4 separate regions of the Mus musculus genome follow, and regions 2, 3 and 4 are each linked to region 1. A link is a contact called in public HiChIP or PLAC-seq and promoter capture Hi-C data. All regions are on one chromosome and are shown on one strand. The core of a region is the stretch at or near the end of the contact, and the rest is flanking DNA. Distances in the headings are between cores, read along the strand shown.

The links. Promoter capture Hi-C pulls out the DNA fragments that hold promoters and counts their contacts. HiChIP or PLAC-seq counts read pairs in DNA pulled down with a chosen protein or histone mark.
Region 2: an H3K4me3 HiChIP or PLAC-seq map of bone marrow-derived macrophages shows a contact between it and region 1, with 3 times the contacts expected there. The contact joins the enhancer-like site here to the promoter of Garnl3 in region 1. A contact is called at or near these places in 7 of 39 promoter capture datasets (the C10 cell line, the HPC-7 cell line, cranial neural crest and 4 more), 4 of 484 Hi-C or Micro-C datasets (bone marrow-derived macrophages, cerebral cortex, cumulus cells and 1 more), 8 of 115 datasets of contacts at active chromatin or transcription factors (bone marrow-derived macrophages, embryonic hindbrain, embryonic stem cells and 1 more) and 2 of 9 other capture datasets (adipose tissue and liver).
Region 3: a contact with region 1 is called in a promoter capture Hi-C map of hippocampal neurons, with 2.3 times the contacts expected there. The contact joins the promoter of Niban2 here to the promoter of Garnl3 in region 1. A contact is called at or near these places in 4 of 39 promoter capture datasets (the SN4741 cell line, hippocampal neurons, liver and 1 more), 9 of 484 Hi-C or Micro-C datasets (the C2C12 cell line, CD4 T cells, the N1E-115 cell line and 6 more), 2 of 115 datasets of contacts at active chromatin or transcription factors (both in embryonic stem cells) and 1 of 9 other capture datasets (liver).
Region 4: a contact with region 1 is called in an H3K4me3 HiChIP or PLAC-seq map of bone marrow-derived macrophages, with 4 times the contacts expected there. The contact joins the enhancer-like site here to the promoter of Garnl3 in region 1. A contact is called at or near these places in 9 of 39 promoter capture datasets (the C10 cell line, the HPC-7 cell line, cranial neural crest and 5 more), 4 of 484 Hi-C or Micro-C datasets (bone marrow-derived macrophages, cerebral cortex, embryonic stem cells and 1 more), 13 of 115 datasets of contacts at active chromatin or transcription factors (the 230-238 cell line, T-cell acute lymphoblastic leukemia, bone marrow-derived macrophages and 6 more) and 4 of 9 other capture datasets (adipose tissue, embryonic stem cells, liver and 1 more).

What each region holds. Positions count from the first base shown.
Region 1 is chr2:33,126,606-33,132,290 of GRCm38.p6, reverse strand. Garnl3 (GTPase activating RANGAP domain-like 3) reads left to right here and starts at 1,672. Exons shown (of 30, transcript NM_001355200.1): 1 at 1,672-1,867. The coding sequence starts at 1,776.
Region 2 is chr2:33,301,128-33,306,413 of GRCm38.p6, reverse strand. The region is part of intron 4 of Ralgps1 (Ral GEF with PH domain and SH3 binding motif 1); the gene reads left to right. Among named protein-coding and RNA genes, the nearest start is that of Ralgps1, 68 kb to the left of the region's middle. Within about 2 kb of position 3,398, at least 74 of the 459 cell types and tissues checked have an H3K27ac peak or open chromatin away from gene starts, as enhancers often do. A contact at or near this core is called in the HPC-7 cell line, bone marrow-derived macrophages and neutrophils, where this site is marked.
Region 3 is chr2:32,873,988-32,879,336 of GRCm38.p6, reverse strand. Niban2 (niban apoptosis regulator 2) reads right to left here and starts at 3,203. Exons shown (of 14, transcript NM_146119.2): 1 at 2,933-3,203. The coding sequence starts at 2,987. It overlaps Gm13523 (a long non-coding RNA gene), which reads left to right. Exons shown (of 3, transcript XR_003954026.1): 2 at 989-1,090.
Region 4 is chr2:33,322,143-33,327,867 of GRCm38.p6, reverse strand. Ralgps1 (Ral GEF with PH domain and SH3 binding motif 1) reads left to right here. Exons shown (of 20, transcript NM_175211.5): 4 at 3,165-3,215. Among named protein-coding and RNA genes, the nearest start is that of Ralgps1, 46 kb to the left of the region's middle. Within about 2 kb of position 3,862, at least 44 of the 459 cell types and tissues checked have an H3K27ac peak or open chromatin away from gene starts, as enhancers often do. A contact at or near this core is called in the 230-238 cell line, adipose tissue and bone marrow-derived macrophages, where this site is marked.

The DNA of each region.
Region 1 (5,685 bases), core at 423-2,922:
CTTCCCTAAGGTGCTTTTGATCACAGCAACAGAAACTGAACTAGAAATAGATGGCAAAGCCATCCTTACTTAAACTCAGATGAATTTCCACACCCAACTACAGTGCAATGTTACAGAACTCAGATGATGCATCCGACTCGGGGAGGAAATGAGGGGTGGAGGTTAGAGCTGTCACAAAATTGGAAGGTTATGAATGAAAACCTGAACCCACAACTGGTAGACAACCAAAGCTCCCCTCAGCCTCACTGTGTCAGACCACAAACAGCCACCAGGAGACAGTAGTACCTCCTTTTGCTGACTGGTTAGATCCTGAGGTAGCGCAAACCTCATGGTGGACCCCAGTTCAGGCAGGAAGACCCGCACCATCCAGGCACTCCTGAAGTGAGAAAGAGGCGACATGGGCGGGGCTAGATAGGCGGGACTTGTAGGCGGGGAAGCTAGAGGGCTCTTGGGGTGGAATAGCCAAGGGACGAGAGAACAAAATTGCTCTAAGTACAGACCTCAGCTTCAAGAGAAAAGAGGCGGAGCTCCGGGGTTGGGGGCCATGCCTGTGGGCGGGATGTGGAGAAAGGCGGCCCCCAAAAGAAGGCGGTGCTACGATAGAAAGGACCAAGAGGTGCTGAGGTGAGGAGGGTCAGCAGAGAATCCAGCAATCGGAGCTGTGGAGCGGCGGGCCGATAGAGCGCTCTGTGCTGGAGGGGTAGGTGGGAAGGGCCTAGATCTGTGGGAATGGTAAGGAGCGGGAGTGATGGGCCGTGGACCCGACGAAGTTGAGGATCCAGTGGGCATTGGGAGCCTGCGTGCGCTACACAGAAGAACGGAGGGAGCGCGGGTAGAAGATCTTGGTGAGGCCAGTTCAGGAGGGGCGTGGCTGGAGCTGGTGTAGAGGCAGGGTGGGGCCTGCACTGGTCTGAGAAGGGCCGGAGAAACGGAGATCGTTAGCTCGGGGCGTGGCCTGTGCCCAGACTAGGGAGTGAGGTGGGTTTGGCTAAGAGATGGGGCGGGCCCTTGGCAAAGCTGAAGGGCAAAGGGACTGACTGGATAAGGGTTTGGGGTGGGGCCTGAGCCCACTGATAGGTAAGGCTTGGTACTTGGGGCGGGGCACGGGTGGAGCCTGAGCAGAGCTGAGAGGAGATCTGCGTGATTGGGGCGGGGCAAAGGCGGACAGGGGCGGGACCTGAACCTAATTCAAATAGACTGGGTTGGGGCGGTGAGGGGGCGGGGCCTAAACCCAGCTGAGTGGTGAGGGAGGATCTTCTAGATTAGGGGCGAGGCAGGGGGAGGGCCAAGGCCTCAAAAAGGACCAAAGGGAGTGGATTCGGTAGGAGATCAGGGAGGTTCCGGAGACTAGCTCCGGAGAGATGAGGCAAACTTCGCTAGGCTAGGGGCAGGGCTTAAAGCCAGAGGTTCGGAAGAGGCGTACCTGCTAGAATGGGGGCGGGGCAGAGGTGAGGCCTAAAGCCAGAGGCGTGGTTAGGCCGTTAGAGTAGGGGCGGGGCCTAAAGCCTCAGGCGTGTTCAAGGGACCTGATTAGAGTAGGGGCGGGGCTTGGACCCCGCGAATAGTCTGAGGGCGTGGTTAGGCTGGAGTTCGGGGCGGGGCCTGAGGTCCCAGGCTGGGCTGGAGTTTGGGGCGGGACAGAGGCGGGGCTTGGGTCCGGTGAGGGGTGCGGGGCGGGGCGTGGGCTGCGGCGCGCTAGCTGAGCGTCCGGCCGAACACCGCCGAGGCCCGAGCCCACCCGAGTGTGCCCGAGCCGTCGGCCCCCGCCCGGGGCGATGGAGCAGGAACCCGGCGGGGCTGCCGCTGCGCTCCTGCGGCAGAAGAGGGCGGCGCTGCGGCGCAGGGGGTGCAGCTTTGAGAGTCCCAGGTACCGTTGCCCCGGAGGGGTGCAGCCTCTAGGGGTGGGAGAGGGGAGTAGGCCACGTGGGGGTTGGCGGTGTGAGGGGACAGAGTGTGGCGAGGCCGCGGCGTGGGAGGGAGTCGGCGCAGAGCCCAGTAGAGCGGCCGGGCCACGCTGAGGGAGTGCCCAGCGGGAGGGCTAGAGACCTGTGTCCGGCCGGCAGATGATGTGGACGTCCGAAGCCTCGGCCCTGTGACAGGCCCTGCACACTACGGCTCAGGGAGGTCTTGGGCTGTGGAGAACGCGACCTGCCTGCTTCTAAATGCTCAAGGACAAGGTCGGAACCCCTAAGCCCCCAAAAGGACACCCTTTAGGCTTCTCTTGCTTTCTATAATCCATCCTCGCACCCCAAGTGCCTGGCCACCTGCTGCCTATGGCCCCGCCCATCTGTGGTTGGGGTGGGGGGCACCCTGCATAGTTCCTAGGTCCTTTCTCTTTCCCAGGTTGTCCGTGCCCCTCCCGGACTTACCTTCCTTAACTGGCGCCCTCCTGAGGAACCAGCCTGGCCGTAGGTGAAGCTTGGCTGCTGCCGGACACGCCCTTCCCTTTGCGGCTCTTGCCCATGCCTATCCCCGGCTTACTCCCACCTCCAAGGAATTCCTTGTAACTTGAAATGGGTCCTGCTTCCAGGTGGACTCATTCCTTTCAGAATGACTCCAGCACCACCATCTGGGCCAGATTTTCATCAGTATTCTGTAATAATGGCCTTAGGGAGGGTATCCTGAAGCCAACCCCCTTCCTCCTAGCCTACTGCTGCCTGCACCCCTGAGTTTTTAATTGCCATAGCATGGGTAGGGACGAGGAAGAGAAAAAAGATGTAGGACTCTAACCTCCACTGAGGTGGAAAAGAGAGTTCATTTGCTAAGGCACAAAGCAAACCAGCCAAGATCCTTAAAGGAAGGTGTGATGCCCTTAATTGGCCTTTCTCAGACTCAGTCCTTGACACACTGCTCCAGCAGTTCTGATGCTGTGTGGTAAGGACAGATATCAAGGCTGCTCTAGCCGCTGCCCTAGCCTCTTCCCCATCACCACAGCTGCCTCAAGCCTGGCCCATCACAGAGCCTGAAGGGCTTGGGCACTCCTCCCTCAGGCTGTAGAACTGCTCATCAATTCTTTTTGAAAGTCTTTCTTGAACTCTAGGCTTAGCTTTGTGTGATCAGCACCTGGGCATCTGCCAAGAAGGTTCTAAATATTTGTGTGGTGACCTGAGTGGAACATTTCCCTTCCATAGGAGACCCAGGCAGCTAACAATCTCTATGGCTTGAGCATGAAGAATAGGAAGAGGTATACCAAGAGACTGGAGCAAAGAGAATCTCTCAGGTCTGAGGCAGCCTGCTTAGGACAGTGCTGCTACAGAACTTCCGGACATGAAGGAATGGTTCTGTAATGCAGCCCATGCAGTCCGGGAGCCACAGACACCTGTGGCTGTGGAACACCTCGCCAAGACACCTGAGTGTTGAGTTGTGCTTAGCCTTCAATGCAAGTAACCACATTGATCCCAGCACTACCCCCTCAGCCAGCATTAATTAGCTTTCTCAGGCTCAGTCCTTGACACATCTGCTCCAGCAATTCTGATAAGAGCCTTAGGAGGACTGAGAAATGCGTACCATAGTGGACAGTGCTGGCATAAAAATTAGACTTCCTTCCCCTTTGTCTTCATGACCATATTCTTCAAGAACTGAAATGACTTACAAGCCTCCAGGTGTTTTTGTTCTCTGATACACCATGACATTATCTAGTGGCTTGTGAGATAATTAGGATTAGCTTTTTTTTTTCTTTTTTTCTTCTAAAAATAATTTATTGAATGAAATTTGAAAATGCAAGAAGAACATAAACAGGATAATTAAATTATTTTGATGGTAGTATTGATGATATATAGTCTCATATAGCCCTGGTTGGCCTGAAATTCACTATGTAAATCAGGCTGTCCTGGAACTCACAGAGACCTGCCTGCCTCTGCCCCTTAAGTGCTGGGATTAAAGACCACCACACCCAGTGGATAGTTTATTGATTCATAATCCCACTATAGATATAATTGGCCTTTTCTCCATGAATATTTATCATTTTAATTGACTTTTCACTCAGCACATCATAAACCCTGGAAGCAATCCTTACATATTCCTTAAAAATTTTTTTTCAGTTGCTGTGTGATCTCCTACTATATGGATGTCTAACTATTTTTAGCCTATCTTTTACTACTTTCACTCTTCCTAGAGATGCAGTTCATTTATGTATAGTCACTTGTGTGTGAAGACATCACTGGCCCATAAGATAAGATCATGAAAGTGATGGGAATTATGGGTCAGGACAAAAGAGCCTCTTAAAGTCTTCTGCAGCAGGATTCCAGAGTGCTCTCCTAGGCATTATTATTATATTTGCCAAAGTGATACCTTGTCATTTGAATTTCTTTATTTAGTAATGATGCTTTTCTCATAAATCATATTTTTTTACTTATTTTAAGGTATTTGTATATATGATCATCATTTTCCTTTGGAATATTTATCCTTTCCTAGTAGAATTAAAACTTTTTTTTATTTATTAAGGGGAATTTTGCGGTAAATATATAGCAGATTTTTTTTTCCAGTTAATTATTTGCCTTTTCACATTCTGTGTGGTGGTTTTCCAGTGAGTGTGTGTTTGTGTGTGTGCGCGCATTTGTGTGTGTGGTGACTATTGTCTTAAACTTTAGAGCCACTGATTTCTTCCTCTTGTTTATACTCATGTAAAAGAATCTCTTTACTTAAATAGATAGTCATCTACAATTTCTCCATGTTTAATGAAAATTTACAGTTAGCATATAAAGTAGTTCTCCATTATCTTTGTTGTTCTAAAAACAGCTTCCTTAATTCAGTAATCCAAATGACCTCATGATTCTGGCTCAGTGTCAGACCCTCTTATCTACATCTTGACCGAATGGGTGCATGGCTCCTTAGACCAAGCCCATTGATCCAGAGGCCTGCAGCTGTCTGAGAGCTTCTCGGCTGCTTTTGGAACATAACTAGGAGGGGAAGCCTTGCCACCTCTGTATGCCTCAGTTACTTCTCCTGGCCAACTGTATCAAGTTTAAACACCCTTGCCTCATGGTTAGTCCCTTTGAGAATGAGTGTTAGCCATATTTACCTACTCATTTTATCTTTGTGTGTATATGTGTGTGTCTACATGAGTGTGTACTTCTGCAGCATTAACAGTTTCACGGTTCTCTTTGCTAAATATCCTGTGTGAGTTCTGATAGCTGGTGTGCAAACACAGCAAGCTAAGAAAAGGAAGTGAAGGAGCAAGAAATGGCCTAGGGACTGGGCATCAGGCTGGTGGTAATGAAAAAGACTAGCTCTCTGTACTTGGAGGCATCAGGGAAGACACCCGTGCTGTTAAACAACTTGCCCTGAATGTGTTCACTGTGACTTTATAGACAGGCAGATCAGATGGTGGCAATGCACAAGGACCTGGGCTCAAGTTTCTGCCTTTGTCAATCAAGCAAGTGAATTAGGAAAGTTGCTTAGCCCTCTGTGAATCTTGGTTAACAAATTTTTAACCGCCCTGTATTGATGTGAGCTTTAAATGACCTAGTGTGTGAAGTGCTGCTACCAGGAGTGTGGGAAGCACTGGGACTGACAGCTGTGGACAGAATGATTAGCTTTCGGATGAACGTTCTTAGCCACATCTACTCTGAGTAAGACACTAATAGGCAGGTCCATGGTATTTTAAGATTCTGTTGCTTTTTTTGCCCCCATTTCTAACCATCAAGAAAGACAAGTAATGAACTTGTGTTATTTTAAATATTCATC
Region 2 (5,286 bases), core at 2,149-4,648, 170 kb before region 1:
ACAGTTTGTATAGATCCTCCAGTCCCTGTGCTTCAGGGTTCAGGGGGGCACTTTTCTTCTTTAAACCTGCCACCACCACTTCACAGCCTGGAGACATTGCCTTATTGTGCTTTGGGGATGGGAGCCTGCCTAAAATCCTTTCTCCCTCTTCACATCCATGGGCGATTAATTAGCCCACAGCCCTGACTTTGTTGATGTTTAACTGCAGGGAATCCAAGCTGTGCACCAGGAGTATCCTGAGAATCTGCAGTCCTTAGTGCTGGAAGCCATGTCTCTAGGCTGGGTGATGTCCTGATGGCCAGTTCCTTCTCTTCCCTCCATCTAGATTTCACACTCTTCCACCAGAACTAGTGATCTCCCAGTGTGGTATGGCATGTGTCATTTAGAATGGCTGCTGCTTCCCACCCTGTGATGGGATCCAGAATTCAGAGAAGAGCTAGCACTGGGAGCCTGAGTCCTCCAGAGAAGATGCCCTGAGCCTCATAGGCCATCTACATTTTGGAGACATTGGGCTCTGAGACCTTGTCTGTTGCAGACAGTGCCTTTCACTTTCCTTCCAAGGAGAGTTCTGCACAGGGGCTGGGACCATGAGAATCTGCGGGAGGTCTCACTGCTGAGTGAGACCCCTGCAGATTGGTAGCCTCCCAGTCATCCCAGTTACTAACGAAACCTTTGGTTTCATGAGGCTTAGTTAGCCTGGGGACACTTGGCTGTCCAGAAGTGAGCTTTCCCAAGTGCCTGTGAGTGCTAGTTCTAGGTGGTGAGAGCAGCCTCTGTAGGGTCCCAGGCTGCCTACCACTGGACCCCTCTGGATTCTGCTAAGTATCCCTTGGATTCCTTGGAAGTGGAAGGAGACCCTTCCTACTGGGTGGCCATGACAGTTCTATGAGGATAGGGAGGGGATGGCTTGGAGGCTCAGGACAGTTCCCAGGAGCACAGATAAGGAACAGTCTTCTTGTGGACTTCGGAATTCCATAGGTGTGGAGACAATGTTTGTGTCTAACAGAGGAACTGTGTTTCAGTCCTTTGTTTAGATCTGGTTCACACATAAAAAGTCATTTTGGTAAGTTTTGAATAAATTTGTATTTGGATTCAATTTGGGACAACAAAGTTTACTCCCCCATTTTACCACAAGATGCTTAAAGAACAAATACTTACTAATAGGCTATAAATGCCAGTTTTTAGACCAAATGTCAGATCACACAAATGGGTTTGTGTGGAAGGGTGAGGTGCTCTCTCTCCCCACCCCACAGCCTCCTCTGTAGAATGGTCCTGGCAGTGCATGATGCCTGTAATTAGGTGGCTTTGCCTCACTCTCCTGTCAGCATGGACAGGAAGCAGCCAGATCATTTTATGATCTATAAAAGCAAGCACCAGACATGCTCTGAAATTCATTAGTGTTTGCTTGTCATTAAAGATAGTCTGTGCTGTTTGCCTTCTGACTAGACAGCTGCTGGCAGGGCCCAACTTGAGGGCACGCAGAGCTCCAAAGCCCTGGCCTGTCTGCAAGTGCAGTTTCAAGCAAAGCTTCAGTTTATGGCTAGAAATTTTTTTTTTTTTTTTTTTTTGCTCCTGAGCATAGGTGCCATGGACTCAGGTCCGCTTTCCTTGGTGGAAAGTGTGATTTCCTGGCTCCTACTCATAGGATGGGTTATGGTCTTTTGCTTGAGTTTGTCTCCTGCATAACACTCTTTGAAGAGAGGTTATAACCTGGTTCTTCACTTGTGCATCAGAGTTTGAGCCATTTTGCCCTGAGTTCATCCCCTGCTCAGAGCACAGCTGTTTCTATATCTTTTCCCCAACTTTTGGACCCACAACACTTGGGGCCCACCCAGGCCATGGCTGTCACGTCACCATGACCACAAGGTGTCTGTGGGGCCTGTGAGGGTCTCTGGGTCAGCTCTCTCTTTTTTGTTCTTTGCCTGCCCCCTTCTTCAACCTGTATCTCAGTGTGCCTTCCTGGCTCAGCTGCCCTTACCCTCCGTGACCCCCTTGGGCTTTGACATTTATTTCCAGAGTATATTTCTGCACCTACATTTGTTCTTTCTTCCCTAAGGTCCCTTCCCTTGTAGCTTTAAAGTCTCCATGCATGTGTGTTTCAACTTTCTATAGTTTCCTGACAGGTTATAGCTCAACCCCAGATCTCTAAGATGCATAGGCAGGCACATGAGGATGCTCTCCTGCTCTTGTGTTTTTCCTGCTGTACCTCCTCCCAGGCTCGTGCTCTCCCTTAGGCCTTCCCCAACCCCATTGTAACCTCTCACCGCACTGAAATGTGTCCAGAGTAGTGTGTTCAGAATTGATGTCTGTTTTCCTCATTGAAGGCAAACAGCCTTCGAGGTGTGTAGGCTGCCTGCTATTGACCAGAGGTGACCAAGAATGGGAACAATGGGCTGGGCCTGAGCTTGGAAATGAAGCTGCTGTCTCATTCCCTGCCATGTAAACAGTGGCTTCACACCAGGACAGGCAGATGGCTCCAGTGTCTGAAAGACTTCCGTACACTTCTGAGTGAGTGTTCCTGTGTAGAGCACACACATCTGAAGGGCTGGTTCTCCCTCTCGCTTTCAGGGAGGAAATGGCTTTTCTGAAAGAGCCATTCCTGCTGGTCTATAAGACGGGGCCTTCCATGGTCAGTGTCAAACAATGCACTCATCAAAACAGCCTCAGGCCCGGATGGGTGTTGTGCTGTGCAGCCATTGCTGGAACTCATCAACAGCCTGGCGTTACTTCCAGAGGTCTTCTGTCCGGGACTGCATCTGTGATCCGAAAGCACGTTCCTGGGCTGGGAGAGGATTCCTTTAGCGTGAGGTGCTCAGTGAAACTTCTCTTAAGCAATGCTGACTAGTCCTGTGCTGCATCCTGCCAGCCACGTCTGATTGCTGCAGGGCTTGGGGATGGCCCTAGAGACCAACCAGCCTGAGTCCTTGTGCCACCTCTGGTTGTGTTGTATTGTGCAGGCACGTTTCCTTCTAAGTGAAGTCTCCTTATGCCCTGTCCTCTGTCAGGTAATTGTCCCACATTCATCATTCTTCCAAATAGATTTTCTCCAGTAAATGCTACTTCCCTTGATTAATTTGCATATATTAAATTGTTCTCTGTGAATCTTAGCTTTCTTACCTACAAAGTACAATAAATAGTAAAGTCTACTTCTTCCTCATCCTGCCTCTATTTTTCCTTTTCTTGTTCCCCTTGCTGTTCTGTTTTGCGTCTGAACCCTGAGTGTGCCCTGATCAGCTATCCCCAGCCTCCTTCTTCCATTCATGGTTTCCTGCTGCTGCCTTCCCAAATGGTCTCATCTGGGTCACCTCTGCATGGCATAGTGCCCGAGGGTCCAGAGCTAACTGCAGCACAGCCTCTGTGCTCCTGCACAACCACTAGGGAAGGAAGCTGCTGTGGTGGCTTTGGGTGGGGGCAGGGTGAGCGCTGGCCTCTGTGCAGAGGTGCCTGTTGCTTCATGTTGTTTCTCTGTTAGGAAGTGATGGTTGTTAGCCCAACATAGAGTTCACTGAGCTTCTAAGTGTTCTTCATCTTTTTAACATGTATCTATGGTGGGTGAGGGGCACAGGCCACAGCACGTATTGAAGTGAGAGGACGAATGTAGGCGTTGGTTTTCTTCTACCATGTGAATTTGAGGCATGAATCTCAGGCCATCAGGATTGGCGTCCTCTTTGTCCCTTCAGGTTTCAAAGGATTAAGTTTCTGAGACAGGATTGTTGGGCTTGGAGAGTCTGCCTGTCACTTTCCATACTGAGTAAGCCTGTTAGCATGAATTATATGTTCTATAAAAGGGTTAGAGAGTGCACTTAGGAAGTCACATGACTTGGAACCACTGGGTTAATTCCCCCCTTATGTGGTTTCAGCACACTAATCAACTAGCAAAGTCTCATTTGGCCCAACACAGAAGGCCACATGAAGAACCCGCATCTTCCTCAGAAGCACATGATGCCAGAGAATGCTTTGTATTCTCCCCGATGTTAAGTGTTTCCCACAGTATGTGACAACCAAGGACACACTGCTTTTGTGTAGAGATGCATGCTGACCAGGCTGAAATTCCACTGGAAACAGTGAGACACAAATTAGATATTGCAAAAACTCAGAGCAGTCAACTAGGAGATAAACTAGCATTTCTTCCTCATGCCCAGAGGAAAGGTAAAAGGCGCTGAGAGAAGGCCCAGGGGTAGGAGCACTGGCTGTTCTTCCAGAGGAAGGAGCTGGGTTTGATTCAGGTAATCTCATGGCAACTCACGGCTGTCTGTAACTCCCATTTCCAAGGAATTCAGTGTCTTCTGGTCTCCCTGGGCACCAGGCATGCATGCGGGCAAAACCCCCATATACACTTAAACAATGTCAGTCATAAGTTATTCTGCAGCATCAGTCTCTGACCCGGGCAGCCGGCGTCCTCATAAGACCAGATGGGTTTGATTTTCAGAAGATTTTCAGTAGGTGGGCATGGTGATTGTTGGCACTCCCAGTTGTTCTCAACCTTCCCAGTGCTGCAGACCTTTAATACAGTGCCTCATGCTGTGGTGACCCCCACCCTGGAATTATTTCATTGCTACTTCATAACTGTAATTTTGCTATTGTAATGAATTGTAATGTAAATATTTTGGCAGATAGAAGTTTACCAAAGAGGTTGAGACACACATGTTGAGAACCAGCACCCTAGAAGGAAGATGTGGGAGAGCCATTGACTTTCACCTGTGCATCTAACCTCTTTAATCAAAATTTGCCCTAATTTATACTGGTCTCATGGTCTGTGGGAGGACTGGAGAGGGAACCCTATCTATATGGTGTGGGAGAACCATCACCTGTGCAACATGAGGTCTTCCCCTCACCATGCTCTCTGTCTAGCAAATTTGTTGGTTCCCCAGGGAAAACTTCAGTAGGATTGAGTCATGGTTTTCCACTGGGACCTTAGAAGGAGCAGAATAGATATGGCCTGGTTCCCTACAAGAAAATGCTTGGAACTGGTATCGGGATTCTGAAAAAGAGTGGCGATGTGAGAAAGTCCTTGTAATGCTTTAAGGACAGAAGCCTGTGGGAAGCGGTGTGAGTTGGAGCGACGGCAGGTGTCCTGTGCACGCATACCTGAGGTGGAAGTCCCTGTGACTGTGGGCTCTGGCTTCAGCAATCAGGAGACCTGGCTTAATTTTGACTCGCACATTAACTACAAATGGGGGTGTAGGTAATTTCTGTGAAGTGGGGGCAGTAATGGAGCCTGTCTTATGGGCTTCTTATGAGGGCAGTGGGACAAAGTGTGAGGCGTGTGATCGGGTGGGGACTTCA
Region 3 (5,349 bases), core at 1,954-4,453, 250 kb after region 1:
AAGGCAACCTGGGAAATTTAGTAAAACTATCCCAAAATAAGTAATATAGAAAAGATGTGAGATGTGATCAGTGGTGGAGAACTTACAAAGAAAAGGGGGGTAGGCTGGAGAGAGCACTCCAGGGTTAGGAGCAGTTGTTCCTGCCGAGGACATGGGTGGGTTCCCAGGACCCACATGGCAGCTCACCACCACCTATAACTCCAGCCACAGGGGATCTGATGCCCACCCTCTTCTAACCAGGAACACATTCCATGCAGAGACATATATGGGAGCAAAACATTCACACATATAAAATTAATAAATCTAAAAAAGAGATGCTGGCCCAAGGTGAGCCAGCTAACACCTTGCTCCGGTCAAAGTTTGTAAGGAATTGTTAGACCCTTGGAGCTAGAAGGCACCTCAGCCACCAGGTGCCACACCCCATTCTGTTCAGATCTAGGGAAACTGAGATCTAGAGAAAACAAGCAGCCCCTAGGTGACACAGGCTCAATTGCTCTCAGGCCCCTTCCGTACTAAATGTGCAGAAACCACCCTGCTACCAGCATCTCCAGCACTGGGTTGGAACAAGTCCTTGCTTGCCAGAGGCTTTGAAATCTCAGGATGAAAGATGCCGGGGCAGCAAACCTGCACCCTGGGTAAGAGCACGCCTGACCTTTGCCAGGACTTGCAGGCTGGTATTCACCTGCTCACCTGCTAAGGGAGGGTGGAAGGTGGCCAGCCAAGCCTTAGCACCCTAACAGGCCTGGGAGCTTAGGGCCCTGTGGGAGGGGTGTTCTCACAGCTGACACTTCCACAGGGAGGGAGGGCTCTGGAATCTTAATCATGTACCTGCTGGGTGGGGTGAGGGGACTGAATGGGTGGCTGGAGGTGGCAAAGTCACAACCCCATTTCCCTCCAACAAATTCTTAAGGAAATTAGTTCGTTCTCTCTCTCTCTCTCTCTCTTTCTCTCTCTCTCTCTCTCTCTCTGTTGGACTACCTTCTTGTAGCACCCACCCTTACACTCAGGAGCCTCCCTGGCGAGCCTGCCCTGGGATCTAGGGCATCTGAAGAGGGATTATTAATAGCACTTTCAAGTGTTTGGAGGAAAGGTAAGCAGGTTGAGTGGGCACAACCCTATTCTCCCCAGCCTGTATCCACAAAACAAACTCAGCCCTCTCCGGAAGGGGCCACTCCACCGTCCCCTGGCTTCGGTCCCCTGGCTTCGGCTCCACTCAGGGAGTTGGCCAGGAGGTCAGGGGTGGGTTCTCAGCCTAAGACTTGGGAAGGTGGGAGATCTGGGTGTGGGGAAAAGAAAAAAAAAAAAAAAAAACCACTGAAGTAGGGCACACCCCACCCATGCTTGCTGAGAGCCTGAGAGGAGGCTCTGAATGGAGAGACTGTTACAGAACCCCAGGAGGTTGCCACCAACAGGGAAGGGACAGGAAGACTCCGCCCTGCCCTTCCTGAGCCCAGGCCTTGTCCTACAAGGAGGCCTTCCAGGACTTAACCCCTAGCTGTTCAGAGGTGAGAAATGGTCTATATCACCCATCCTGTCCCCAACTCCAGGCCTGGCCAAGTGACTGGATAGTCCTTCTTTGGCACCTTCTTTGTGCCCGGCCACAGTGAAGCCCTGGAAGTGGGGACACCTGCCTTATTCTAGGGTCCCTGCTATCAAGGGGAAATATAGCCAAGCACCCAACAGGACATCAAGATAATGTAGGGACACCACACTCAATGAACAGGGAGACAAATGAAACCAAAGGAACTGTCTCCTCTTCCTGTGCTCTGATAAACCCAGCTGGTTGGCACGCCAGGTCTCAGGGCCTCCTGTACTAAGCAAAGCTCACTAAGCTCTCAGCAGCCATCCCAAGAAGTCAACACCCGCCCCTTAGGAAGGCAACACCGAAGCTCTTGGACATTGTGACTGGCTCAAGCAGGGCAGTGGTGCCCCAGGCCTTTAATCCCAGCACTTGGAAGGCAGAGGCAAGTGGCTCTCTACGAATTCGAAGCCAGCCAGGTCTACAGCCACAACTACATGGTGAGACCCTGGCTGGGAAAACCAAAACAAAAGAGACTGGCTCAGGATCACACACTTGGGAGAGAAGCTGAAATTACATTCAGGACCGCCAGGCCTGACTTGCCTGTGGTCAGCCAAGCTTTGTTTTGGGATAGCCTGAGATTCTCACCCCATCTCCCACTCCCTACAATGAGCCCAGGATCCTGCACTCCACAGACTTGGGAGCAACTCCCTCTAGAGAAGTGTCCACCGCGCAGTGACAGGCTGAGAGCAAGGCTGGCAGAAGGAAGGTACTGAGAGGTACTGAGAGACTGAACTCTGGCTCTGAGAGAACCAGCTCTGGCCATAAACAGACCCCCTAGGCTGTAGTGCCAGCACTCTGCTGAGGTAAAGCCCAAAGACAGGGACCCGCCCCTTCAAGGGCACCCCATCTCTCCTTAGCCCCACTCTCCACATTCGGTCCCCGGCTCTCTAAGGGCCCATCCCCCTGTAAGCTTCAGCCACGTGTACCCGGACTGAGGCCAGGGCGAGGAGGAACAAGGCAGCTGAGGGGGGAGTCTGGAAGGTCTGACTCTGTGGGGCAGAGTCCAGAGTAGAGGTTAGGCTTGGAACGTTGTTGGGAAAGATGGGGGGCGCGACCCCTCCGCCACGCCTGTAAGTGCATGGTTCTGGCCAGGCTGGGCTCCAAGGGGAGCAGTGGGATCCAGTAGAGAAATGGGATCCCAGGCTCCTCAAAGGGTGAAAGGAGCATACAGAAGGGCCTGGAAGGGCCGTCCAGACCGAGAGAGAACAAGTTCGGAGGAAGAGTAAGGGTCTGGCCGGCTCTCGTCCCGACCTGGGCCTTGACTCTCGAGTACCGCTCCCCATGAGATCGGAGGCGTGGCCCGGGGTGCCCGGGGAGCCCCAGGCCGGCCGGGCGCTGAGCGGTGCTCACCTGCGATGTGCTGGCGCCGTGCGTCATCCAGGTGTGTGGACAGTACGTCTCCCATGGCGAGGAGAAGACGCGGCCGGATCCGCCCGCCGCTACTCAGACTGACGCCGCTGGCGCCATGGAGTCCGCAGGCCCCGCTGCCGCCGTCGCCCCGCAGCCCCGCTGCCGCCTCGGCTGCTCTCTCTGCGCTCCCACCGAGATCCCCACCGCGTCCCTCCCTCCGGCCGCTGCTGCCTCTCTAGCCCGCGCCCAAGCCCCGGCGCCCGCCCCGCCCCGCCCCGCCAGGCCAGGCCAGGCCACGCCCCTGTCGGAGCCACGCCCTCCTCTCCAGTCCAAGGCGGGAGGGGACCTCCAGACAGCGAGGAGACTTAGACAAAGAGAAGATCCCCAGAAAGGAGACCCGGGACGGACCTGCTTGGTGTGCTTCAAATTCAGATAGCAGCGAAGAAAAGGCTGATGGGGGTATCGCAGAAAACGGAGAGCCCTTGGGGCTGTAGCCTAAGCGTCTCCTCTCCCCTCCTCAAGCCGAGGACAATGTAGGGACTACAAGGGGACGCCGGGACGGACGTGTGGGAATTCAGCATTCCTCCTGCCCCCTTCCCCCAGTCTCGCCCACAGCTGCTTGCACTGGGGAAGTCCCCTAGCCTTGATCGGACCTGTCCTAGAAGGTGTGCCAACCCGTCTTGCACAATAGATAGGGGTAGACGGGGAGGGAAAATGGACAAGTATGGGGTGGAAGACTGAGGGACAAGGGAGGGGAAGAGATGGGGCGGGGGGTGCGGGGGGACATGGTTAGAGCTCAAAGATATCATCAAGAGGTCATTCCTCAGGCCCGGCTCGTGGGCGTTTCATTCGAAGGAGGCTTGCTGAACAGAGCAAAGCAGGAAGGCTATTTTTGCACTTTGTTAGACTGTCTGAAATGAAAAGCCGGGACCTCGGACTCTGGGTACTTGTACAGTAGGGCTGGGCATGGGTAGGTAACTAACAGAAGGTGTTTCGGTTTCTGGACCTCCCAAGCCGGTAGAGGAGACTAATTTGATGACTTGGTCTGCACTGCCTGTGTGACCAGGGCTGGCTGTGTTGCTGCTCCCTCACACCTCTTGGCTCACCACTATAATGCGCTCCACCAGTTATTAGCTGCTCTCCCTGTAACCCTGACACCTGGCAGCAGGATTGTAACAGTTACCTATAACTAGGCACCTGTCTTGTAGGCCTGTCACCACCACACCAGGTGATGCAGACTCTCTGTCATGCTTTCCATCAGCAGTCAGCCACTGTGGTGAACACTCATTTGCTAAGCCTCCTGCAAGATGCTGTGCTTAAGTGTAGGGGTGCATGCAGTAGGGAGGACAGATCTGAGGCTGTGGGGCTGGCGAGACGGCTTAGCTTAGCGGTAAGAGCTCTTACTACTCTTGCAAGAGCACTCCGGTCCTTTCCTGGCACCCACATCAGGCAGTTCACAAATGCCTATAACTACATTTCCCGGGTATCTGACTACTACTTCTGCCTCTACAAGCTACTATACTCACCTGGGGTGAATAAATTCATGCAGGAAAACACATGTACATATAAACAAATAAATGATAAGATGTTGAGGTCAGCCTAAACAAGCTGCAAAGCAAGTTTGAGGCCAGTCTAAGACACATAGGAAGACCCTCTTTCAAAAGTTCAATGGCTAAACTGGACAACTAGTGGTGCTCTCGTCTTTAACCCAGCACTCAGGAGGCAGAGGTAGGTGGAGCTCTTGAGTTCGAGGCCAGCCTGATCTACAGAGGGAGTTCTAGGACAGCCAGGGCTACAGAGAGAGACCCTGTCTAGAAAACATGCACACAAACATATACAGGTTTGTGTGCACACACACACATACACATGCACACACACAAGCTACCTATCCTCTATGACCCTGGACAAGTGCATTCCTTGTTGAGCTCAGTCCCCTCACCTGTCAAGTCAGAGTAATGATACTTTGTGGGGAGGCTAGGAAGAGAGAGAGTGCCTACCATAGACAGTCACTTTCTCAATAAACAGAAATGTTGTTCTGGTCCCTGCCCTCCTGAAGTCTGAGGGAGGGAACAGAACATTGTGTTATGAGGACAGTGATTTAAGCACAGTACCAGAGCTGAAAGTTGAAAAACGAGAATTGTGACAGCATGTAGCAAGGAAAGGCCACTCAGGGAGCGGGGCCCACACAGGCAAAGGGCAAGCCTGAGAAAAACAGGATGTGTTCAGAGTCACCAGGAGGAATTGGAGGCAGGCTGGCAGAGATTTTCAGTTTCCTTGTGCAGAGGTGGGCCAGAGAAGGAAAGCGACTTTTGTCCAAGTCTCACAGTAGGGACCCAGGGCCATCACAGTTGACCCTGAATGTCACTTCTCTGGGCTGCCTGAAGCAAGTGATGCTAATAAGCTCATTTTTCTCCTTT
Region 4 (5,725 bases), core at 2,613-5,112, 190 kb before region 1:
TATATAACAGAAAAGGTGGCAGTTGTCTATACTGCCCAGGATGGAGCTCTGGGCTCTGTGGGCCTACAGCACTCACTAGCCACTCTCCCATCATGAGGACTGGGCCCAAGGTATGCAGATGTCACACAACCCTTGCCACCATGGGGAAAGCACAAGAGCTGGGATTCTGTCAGGTGCCTCATTGTTCTTGGTACCATTAGTGGCAATATTCCCCTCTGCCCTGGGAGGGACAGGCTGCTTACTGTCCTGTTCATGTCCCTCCTATTGGATTCTGAGGATGCTATGCTGTGGTCAGTTGTTCTGTGCTTTTCAGCAACCCACTAAGGTCAGACCACCTTTAAATTGTGCCAGGAGCTGGCTATAGTTCTGTGCCTAGGCCCTGGCTCTGGTCACAGGGAACACATGTTGCCATTTTTCTCCAGTGTTTTCTTGGTATAAGGCTTTTGGGTGGCTCAGTGTAACAGCCTGTTTCTTTCTCTCTAGAGCAAGGTTGGCATGTTCAGCCAAAACAGTGGGCCTTACTTATGTCCAGGTGTTTGGGCTGTACGTGCATGTGCTGGTACATGGACCTGTCTCTGTCTGCATTAGCTACATTTATCATCACCCCCTCACTGTGTGCATGCATACACAATTTATTATTGTTATACCAGACATTCTGCATCTCTTATTTTGAATTCCTACCATGTGTATTGCAAGGTCTGAATGTGTCCCACAGGGTAGGTTCAGTCAACCAAATGTCAGAAAGGCCCATGGCCCTCCTCCCTGTCTCAGAGGCATGTGGTGACTGACACCTGGTTCCCGTGTGATACACCGAGATGGGTAAGTTACGAAATGACCTTGGCCCTGGTCAAATGAGCATCTGCTTTTTGGTCCCATCAGTGGCATCAGAGCCTGTGTGCTGCTGTGGGAGTGCCACACCCTTTGCTTTTCAGTTTGTGCAAGAGGGCAGTGGAATGGGGTGGCCATGCCACACTCCTGCAAGTTCACAGAGCTGCCTCTTAGCTTCTGAGAGCCACCTCAGGGTCTTAGATGGGTTTGTGGACACATCTCAAGCGAATAGTTCTCTACCATGTAATTTTGGGGAGGTAGAGACTTCAGAAGAGAAGTCAAACTTTATTTAAATGTGAATAGTAGTGTCTTTATCATGGAAAATTTAAAATACTGTATCTACAAGTTTTTTTTTTTTTTTTGGTTTTTTTTTTTTTTGAGACAGGGTTTCTCTGTATAGTCCTGGCTGTCCTGGAACTCACTTTGTAGACCAGGCTGGCCTCGAACTCAGAAATCCACCTGCCTCTGCCTCCCGAGTGCTGGGATTAAAGGCGTACGTCACCACGCCCGGCATACAAGTTTTAAAATTAGAAAAATAATTCATAGTTGAAGCAGAAAACCAAGTATCATAAATATTTCCAAACTAAAATGTTCCTCTTACTCCCTGCCTCACCTTCCAAATGCCTGTGACCAGTTCTGCAGCTGCAAGTCCATCGCATACTCAAAGGGAGGGCGTGGGCAGAGCTATAGGAGGGCGGTAGGACGGCCAGCAGAGAAGTTTATCCTGTCTCTTATCAGCTGGGTGGTGGACGCCTTTAATCCCAGCACTTGGGAGGCAGAGGCAGGTGGATTTCTGAGTTCGAGGCCAGCCTAGTCTATAGAGTGAGTTCCAGGACAGCCAGGGTTATACAGAGAAACCCTGTCTCAAAAAAACCAAAAAAAAAAAAAAAGTAACTCTGAATGTATTAAGATGACCTGAAACTGAAAGTAATAGGAGAATCCACTCAGGTGCGGGCATGACAGGCTATGCTTTAGGGCGGTGGTTTTCAACCTGTGGGTCGCAACTCGAAAAGGGTTATCCTGCATATCAGATACTTACATTACAATTTATTTCAGTAGCAAAGTTACAGTTATGAAATAGCAACGAAAATAATTTTATGGTTGAGGTAACACAGCATGAGGACTGCATTGAAGAGTCACAGCATTGGGAGGGGTTGAAAACTTCTGCTCTAGGGGCTTGAAGAGGGCAAGACATAAAAGCAGTGACAGACTAACAGGGTTACATCAGACACAGAGACTCTCCCAGCAAAGGAAGCAGTCAGCAGGGTAAAGGACTGCCCCCAGGATGAGAGAAAACACTTGCAAACTATACATTCTACAAGAGGTTAGTATCCAGACTGCATAAGGATCTTCAGAAAGCTCACTAGCAAAAAACGCAAATGAAACCAAAATAAACAGAGAGATGACAGGATTCATGACTGAGCAGTAGACCTGGTGGGCTTGCCCAGAGAAGGCATGGAGGAGGCCATGGAATGTGGAAGGATGCCCAGAAGTCATCAGAAAAAGGCAGCTCATATCCATGAGAGCTCATTAACTCCAGGAAAATGTCTGCTGCCACCAAGTTGAGACAGCAGCCACTGCTGAGGAGGCAGAGAAATCTCTGTGTGTGCTGTAACCGGGCATGCTCCTTAGTGGGGCTGTTACAGACAACAATGAAGTCGTTTCTCAGAAAACCAGAAAACTGCTCTTTGTTACAGCAGCCCAGCATTGGCTATATCTCTAAAGTCAGAAAAGTCTATACTTCTGCTTGTTGAAGCCCTGTCTGCAATATCAAGATATGGAAACAAATGGAGTGGATACACCATTCGTGTATAAAATAGGGCACACACACACACACACACACACACACACACACACACACACACACACACACAGTGGGTTATTATTAAACCATAAAAAAAAAGAATGAAATCTTGTCAGTTGAGACAACACAGGTGGAACCAGAGAGTATTCTGTTAGGTGAAGCAAGCAGGCTTAGAAAGACATGTGCCACATGCTCTCTCTTGTATGTTGCATATATGGAAAGGTGGCTTCCTGGAGTGAGGGAGTCTGGGAAGAGAGATGGGGTAGAGAGGGACTGATCTGTGGAGAAAGAAGCCCCAGCCTGTGTTATGCAGAGGGTAAGCTCTTACTGCAGAGAGATTGGGAGGACTTTGTGTGTTTTATCATGAAGAAATGATGATGTATCCAAGAAGACATATATCTAAGCTGATTTAAATGCCACCCACTGTACACGATTGTTCAGCCATTGTATGGTACCCCACGAATAACTAAAACTTCTGTTTTTCAAGTATTAGTTTACAAGCCTCTAACCCTGTATTCCTATTCTCTTGTAGAGTCAGATCACATTGATGGACATCCCCGTGTTCAAAGCCATCCAGCCAGAGGTCTGTACCATGATGTAATCCCACTGGGGCTCAGACTGGGGAGGGTAATCTGATGAAGTCTCACAGATACCTGTGCCCGTTTTGAGTCGGGATTTGGGTTCAGGTGAGAAAGTCCCATCTGGCCCAGTCTGGCAGGGCAGAGCGGCTGCTGCCTCAGTCTGTGCTGTGCAGCCTGCCTCCTTGTCCCAGGCTCAGGAGGGCTGTTAGGTCTGGAGCTTTCTGAGCTTTCTCTGTGCCGATGTTACACCCTGGTGGCTGCCTTGCTTCTGTTTTTGAAACTAGTTGCCACAGCAAACCTCACATGTTTATATTAAGAGCATATGTGCAGTTTTAGAAGCGATGAGGGGAAGAGTCATTCGGGGTCTTTAGAAGTGAGGGGGATGAATGACATCCTCTAGTTGGTGAAGAGGCTTTAGTTATTTTACCCAGAGTTCCTTTTCTTTGCTAGCAAGTAACACAAACCCTTTTCAGAAAGCCAAACTGAGACAAGAACCTTCCCACAGTGTCTACACACAGGGAAAGCTACTGGGTGTGAGTGTCCCTTCCATTACTTCTACTTCCTGTCTTCCTCCCTCTCCTGTCTGCATGTGTGGTGGCCTCATGTGACCTCCCCAAGGGATCCACATTTACAGCTTCCCACACTGACAACATAGTTCTTTCTCTAGCCCAGTGCTGTCATGTGGCCAGTGCGCAGTCAGCTGTGGCCAAGGGGTCAGGATGAGCAGACACTGCTGATATGCCTGGCCGTGGGTGAGCTGCAGGTGGGGAGACAGCCAGGAGAGCCCTGTCCCCTCTCCAGCAGTGTGCTGAGAGCACACTTAATCTTTTTTTTCCTCAGAACAGGTTTATTGACCATAATGAAGTTCTATATACAAAGTGACCTAAACCTTAGTGACAAATGCTATAATTCCAGGATGTATGTGTTTAAAGCAGGAAGACCATACATTTGAAGTCAGCCTGGGCTACATAGTTATAGGCCATGATGGGCTGTGATCCTGGACTACAGTGACTGTCACCAAAGAGCAGAGTGACAAAAGCCCAAACAATGCTCCTCTCTAACTGATGTCTTGGTAACTGTCTGTCATACAAATAAGGGAGTCCACATTGGACATTAACTGAATGGCCTATTTCTGGAACTTTAATAGTTTTACAAATGAGCTGAGACAGGCATGACTGAATCCCGGTGAGAGGCCACTGGAGAGCTGGCATCAGATGTCAAGAGGCCATTTTGTGCACAGTCACTGTGATGCCATCATGTTTCTGGATCATAATGTTCTCATTATCTGATTCTAAACATACCGCAGGGATGTCGGTGGGGTCAGAGGTTAGCTTAGCTGCCTGCTGGGCTAGAACACATATCACTCCAGCATGCTCATCGGACAGGGTACCACGGCAGCCCAGATTAAGTCCTTGTGAATCTGTGCATAGGACTCCAACAATGGAGTTCATGCCGCTGTCCCATTCCAGCTCCCCTGTCAGGAGCCCAGGACCGGCCACACGCACTACTCACGTGTCCTCCAAATGCTCACACTTATCTTTATAGTGACTGCCACTTTCAATGGAGCCAGAGTGCCTAGCCCTCCAGCCCAGGAGAATCCATACTGCTGGCTGGTTGTACAGTAACAGTGGCTATGTTAGTTGGGCCTTACACGCTGGGGCTTAGCTATGCATGCTGTTTTCATGGTGATGCTGCCTTTTCCTGTCTCAATTCTACTGTGGAACAGCTCACTGTTTCTAGGTAACAGTTCTCTGCCTCCGGGAGCTTTGCTGCCTTCAGTCATATGATGGTTGCCTTCATTCTCAACTGAGTCTCTCTAGATCTCTGTCTTTTTTCCCCCTCAGTTTTTTGAGATATCTTATGGTCTTAACATATCTCAGACTACCCTTGAACTTTCTGTGTAGCCAAGGATGACCTTGAACCCCTGATCACCCTGCTTTTGGCTCCTGAGTGCTAGGATTTCAGGTGTGAGGCTAGTTCTGATTATATTCTCAAAGCTTTGATTTGGAGACCCTTAGATGTCTGCAGATTTGTTCTGCAACCTGACTATCAAACATGATGACTCAGTCTGTCAGGTGGCCCTCGCTGTCCAGGTGTGACTGGGAGGCAAATCAGGCAGCAGGGTGTCTGCCACTCCAAAGACTCATCAACAAGGGCCAGGCAGAACCCTTCTCTGGGGTACTGTACTGTAGCATGGAGGGAGCCTTGCCAGGTGACATCTTAAGTTTGTACCCAGACATTAAAGTGCATTCATTTTCCTTTAAAATTTTATCTTGGAGGTCTAAGTCTCAGAGTCACCAGGACAGCTGTCAAAGCATGGGATTCCCGGACTACCACTCTGGGACTTGATGAATCTGCACCTCTGGGTTGGGCCTGGAACCCAGTTGGTACTAAGCTGACTGTCAGAGAGTGAAGAGCCAGAGTCAACTGCTATGAATTATTTAGAGCCACCTAGGCTTGAACTGCTAGGGTCTATGACGTTACCCCCAAAATGGAGGACATTTCTCATTGT